Linked DNA regions of Sus scrofa: region 2 is linked to region 1. A link is a contact called in public HiChIP or PLAC-seq data. All regions are on one chromosome and are shown on one strand. The core of a region is the stretch at or near the end of the contact, and the rest is flanking DNA. Distances in the headings are between cores, read along the strand shown.

Region 1 (2,700 bases), core at 40-2,539:
AGGAACTGTTCTCTTTTACTAGGCTGCAGCTGCTTCCCGAGTTACCAAAAAGGGCCCAGCCCTGGCCAGCAAAGAGGCCCAGGTGCAGCTGGGAGGGTTCCCCCTCTCTGGGGGAGGCGGGGGGGGGGGGGATGGCAGGCTGCAAGCTCCCTGACTACTTCCTCCTCTAGCCTTCCCGCTTCCTGGAGGTCCCTGCCCACCTCATCACCATCAGGTCACCGAGGAAGTCACGCTTTGGCCTCAGAGCTGTTCCAAAGCTTCTGGAGGAAAAAGGTGTGGGTGTGTGGGTGTGTGTGTGTGTGATGGAAAGAGCCCTTGCAGTAGCCAAGAGACAGAGCCCCTAGCTTGGTGATGGTGATGGGGAAAGTGATCTTCCATTGAATGGATTCAATCTATCATCTGTCAGAAAAGGTGTTGACCTTGAAAGACTGCACACCCCCTCTCCAGTGTTGGTGTTGAAGAGGGTGAATGCCCCGATGTTCCCAGGAACGCTGTAAAAATAAGAGAGAATTCACAGGGAGAGAATGAACAGGTGTTGAGGTCCTCCAGCTGCTAACACCCATGTAAATACTGTTTTATTTAATCTTCCAGTAATCCCGTATGATAAGTGTCCCTGATCCGAATACATAGCTTGAAAGTGGAGGCACAAGGGCTGAGAAATCGTTCCAACCTTTGCCACTTCATGGTGTGTGTGTGTGTGTGTGTGTACATACACACACATACACATGTAAAGTTTTTATTTTTCCAGCACATCTGGACATGTGTGTGAGCACCAACCAGAAGCAAACTGCCCCTGTTGCCCGGGGAAGAGGGGCTCCATTTCTCACTTTACCTGCGCACCTGTTACTTGCTCACGGGAATGAAAGCCATGTAGTGGCTGATCTAAGAGAATTATGATAGAGCTGAGTCAAGATTACCCTGGATTTGATTCGCAGCTCTGCCTTGATTTCAAGAAGAAACTTAAGTCAACTATATTCCAATTAAAAAAAAAAAACTAAGTAACAATTTTCTTCTAGCCTGTTTCCCCAACTCTAAGTGAAGCTAATAATAGTGCGTAAGTCCCACGCGTAGTGATATGAGTAAACCAATGTGTCTGAATGTTTATCACCGAGTCCGCATCCAGGGACTGCTCGGATGTTTAACCCTTGCAGCGCATCTCAAGGCCTCGCTCGGTGCGTGACACTCGGCGTGGGGCGCGAAGGAGCACCGCTGGGCTGGGGCTGCGCGGGGGCGGGAAGGCGGCGCCCGCGGCCGGGGAGGTTCCGGGTTTCCGCGTAGACTTCTGCGTACCCCGCCGACTGCGTCACCATCCGAAAGGGCAGCCGGGCCGGCGGGGGCGGGGACGCGGCGCTGCTGGAAGCCCCGGTGCTCTTACCGAAAGTGCGAGCCCGGAGTTCCCAGCCGCGATCGATGTGGCGAGGCTGCGTTCCCTCGCGTCGCCCGCGGCCGCCGTTCCCTCTAGCGCTCCGGGCACTCGCAGAGTCCAGGGCCGCGCGCGGCGGCGTACTCTGCCCGAGACGGGGGACGGCGTCCCCCCGATTCTCCATCCCCGACCCCTACAGCGAGGCGAGGCGCTCTTGGCCCGGATTTGGGGCCTCCCAGAGCCCCGCTGTCCTGGCCGCGCCTTAGTGCCTCGCAGCTCCCGGCGGGGGAGTTGGCACCGTGGAAGCCTTCCCCACGTTTTTCCAAGCCCGGACGCCCGCCCGACTCTCCCCATTGCACAATTCCTGCCGTGGAACTGCCTCGTGACTCGGACGGAGCCCAAAAAATGTTTCCCAGGTTTCCCCGGCCGAAAAAGGAGTGGCCGAGTGTCCGGTCCTGACCTCAGGCGCCCTTTCAATTGCATTTTTTGGGGTGACCGGGTTGCGCCCTTTAAAATGCAGAGGTTGCCCTTTACAAAGAAAACCTCACTAACCCGCTGGCGTGCCCGCTCTAGGCTGGTTCCGGGTGAATACAACTGACACGTTTCTTTTCCCCGTGTATATTTTCACACAGGAAACGTGTTTCGATCTCTCTGGGGGGGGGGGGGGTTTCAGGAGTTAGTTTTAAAGCCGGGAGGGTAGTGATGCTTAAAAGCGTCGGAGACCAGCTTTCCAAGAATCACAGTGTTACTAGCCCTGATGGGGCGTGGTACGTCCTGAATAAATAAGAGAATGAATAAATATTTGGAGGAAGGATTTAAATGATTGTGAAACATTTTGCAAATGAGGAAATATGGAAGGCAAGAATACAAACTGTCTCAATGTTTCAACTCCAAATACTTGTAATTATGAGATGGGTGTATTTTTCCCTCTTTATGAAAATATAATGCCTTCTGCAGTAATCCCTGCAAAGCCTTACTCCACACCCTCTTACTACCCACCTAAAACAAATAAAACAACAATCTCCAAATTGAATACACACATGCAATAGGTTAAATTTGGCAATTCCAAAGCAAGATAATTTGAGAGGGGTTTTTGTCTTATTCCCATAAGATAGTAGCACTTCTTAATCACACAAACTATGTCAACAAACAAACAAGTAAACAAAACAGTGCTTTTTCAAGATGGTGTGGAAGATACCAGGTTCTCACTGCCCTGAGTATTCTAAGTACAGTGTTTTGATATTTTGCACAGGAATTGCTAGACCCCTGAGTGACCATCAGTGTTGCTCTGCGATGGGTCATTTGCTTTACTCGGGCTTGGAATAGATTTGTGCCTC
Region 2 (2,700 bases), core at 187-2,686, 94 kb before region 1:
ATACTGAGAAAACAAGAAAGACAAGATTCTTTATAGAAACATATAATTTTCTGCCTTTTTTTTTTTTAAGGGCCGTACCCGCAGTCTAGGAGGTTCCCAGGCTAGAGGCAGAATAGGAACTGTAGCTGCCGGCCTATGCCACGGCTACAGCAATGCCAGATCCTTAACCCACTGAGCAAGGCCAGGCATCAAACCTGCACCCCCAAGGATCCTAGTCAGGCTTGTTTCTGCTGTGCCATGACAGGAACTCCAAGAAACATATAACTTTTTAAACACTGGCTGGGTTAATAAATCTGAACCACAAAATGTCATAGCTAGGAGTGACATTAGTAATTAATTCATACAATTTACTCATAAATGTGGACAAAGACCTAGAAAAGTTCATTGGCAAGCTCAAAATAAATGTAAGGATTAGATTAAATCAGCATTCCCAAACCAAATTTTCTAGAACCTTGTATTTCTGTGCAATGATCACTGTTCCATATACATATAGCTGAGAAAGTGGGGAGAAGGAAAAAGGAGGTATTATAGTGAAATAAATAAATTGAAAACACTAGTGAAACAATCTTTTTAACAAAATGCTCAGCCTTTAAAAAAACTTTTTATTGACATATATGTGCTGTAGAGTATTACATAAATTGGTATACAATATACTGATTCACAATTTTTAAAGATTATACTCCATTTATAGTTATTCTAAAACAGCGGTATATTTCTTGTGTTGTACAATATATCCTCATCGCTTATTTTATATCTGTTTGTACCTCTTAATCCCCTACCCCTATACTGCCCCTCCTCCCTGCCCTTTCCTCACCAATTAACCACTGGTTTGAAGAACACTTAGCCTTCAATATGGTAAGAAGGGTAGTGAGTCTCCTGCTTTTGCAAAATTATTTTGACTTCTTTTTTAATGGAACACATACTTAGTCAAGAGTCAGATGATCTCTACGGTCTCTGTCACCTCCAAAATTCTATAAAGTGATCTAAGAATAGCAGTCTCAGAAAGTCTTTATTTCTGGGAAGATGGGTTAATAGGCCAATGCCTTCCAAAAAAATATTCATTCATCATTTATCCACCCATTCATTAAATCACTTACATTTATAGTCTCTCTTTCCCACAGCCTCACATGCACACACATGTCCTCAAATTGGATAGACACAAGCACAGGAATAAAATTTTAACTTTCAGTTGAATCAGATCAAACTAAAAAGGTACTCATAAAAAAGGGAGGGTGAGAACACGGTCTTTCTACAATGCCACCTTAAGCAGGTGTTCTGGAAAGTAATGCCTGGGAAAAGTTACATTTCCCTACTATTCAATAACCCAAACAGCTGGAGAAAAGTCTTTGCAATTCTGAGAATAGCAGCTGGGCGCAAAGAAAATGCTGCAGAGAGAGAGAGAGAGAGAGGAGCAGTCACAGAGGACACAGCAGAGGCGCCCTTCCCCAGCTCCGTCCCGAGTGATCCTCAGCCTTTATGTGCCTCAGCCTTCTTGCTTCCTTCCCCTTCAACCCACTTGATTTTCCTGTTTTCATCTCTGACCTTTTTGCAAGTCTTCTCTTTCCACCATGTGATTGGATAAGTTGTATGACACACTGGCAGCTGGCCAGAGAGTCTTCCCAGAAGAGAGCCCACTTTTCAGGAAACCCTCCCTTGTTTCCAGTGAAGGGAAGATGATAGAGAAGAGAGGGAGCAAAGAGTGAGAGGATGGTGAGTTCGAACAGCTTACTAAGATCTGACAACTCAAGCAGGTACCTGTTCACCAAAACAGATGCCAGCTGTGTCCAATTCATACTTAGTACACACACATAATTTTTTTTTTTTTGTCTTTTGTCTTTTGAGGGCTGCACCCACAACATATGAGGTTCCCAGGCTAGGGGTCTAATCAGAGCTGTTGCTGCCAGCCTACAGCACAGCCACAGCAACGCGGGATCCAAACTGTGTCTGCAACCTACCACAGCTCACGGCAACGCCGGATCCTTAACCCACTGAGCGAGGCCAGGGATCGAACTTGAAACCTCATGGTTCCTAGTTGGATTCGTTAACCACTGAGCCACGACAGGAACTCCAGCACACACATAATTTTTAAGCTTGTATATATCTCTTTGTATGTCAAACATCAATGTTAAATGTCTTTAATATGAGAACACCATTGACAGTAATGGCTCATGTTCCCTCAGATACATATTTTCTTGAAGTGATAAAAACAGAAATAAAAGTATATTTAAAGCATATATCATGTGGTAGCCCTCTTGTTAAATTTCCCAAACATCCTCCCCACCTCCTCTCCCCCAGTCACAGAACCTACACATTGGGAACCCCTGATACACACCAAATTTACATACACCTTATCTAATCTCATACAAACAGATTTTCAGAAGAAAGATCAAGTGGGCAAACGATTTTCCTAAGGAATTTCCCATATATATATATGAAATAATAATTTAATAATTATTTAATAATAATCTCCCATATATTATATATCTATTTTTGGCCATGCTAGTGGCAAACAGAAGGTCCTGGGCCAGGGATCAAACCCATAGCTGTAGCCTGAGCCACAGCAGTGACAATGCCGGATCTTTAACCCACTGAGCCGCCAGAGAACTTGGCCCTAATTTCCATATTTATTTATACAGTTAAGCACTAAATAATTTTCAGTATGTGCCCATGTGTAATATCTTACACAATACCTATAACAAT

The links. HiChIP or PLAC-seq counts read pairs in DNA pulled down with a chosen protein or histone mark.
Region 2: an H3K27ac HiChIP or PLAC-seq map of alveolar macrophages shows a contact between it and region 1. The contact joins two enhancer-like sites. A contact is called at or near these places in 4 of 47 Hi-C or Micro-C datasets (epiblast stem cells, liver and skeletal muscle) and 2 of 2 datasets of contacts at active chromatin or transcription factors (alveolar macrophages and skeletal muscle).

Annotation. Positions count from the first base shown.
Region 1 is chr6:147,393,665-147,396,364 of Sscrofa11.1, reverse strand. It overlaps a transcript of JAK1 not described here. Among named protein-coding and RNA genes, the nearest start is that of JAK1, 34 kb to the left of the region's middle. Within about 2 kb of position 1,289, at least 70 of the 83 cell types and tissues checked have an H3K27ac peak or open chromatin away from gene starts, as enhancers often do. A contact at or near this core is called in alveolar macrophages and liver, where this site is marked.
Region 2 is chr6:147,487,342-147,490,041 of Sscrofa11.1, reverse strand. All of the region lies in intron 1 of JAK1 (Janus kinase 1), which reads right to left. Among named protein-coding and RNA genes, the nearest start is that of JAK1, 60 kb to the right of the region's middle. Within about 2 kb of position 1,436, at least 4 of the 83 cell types and tissues checked have an H3K27ac peak or open chromatin away from gene starts, as enhancers often do. A contact at or near this core is called in alveolar macrophages and liver, where this site is marked.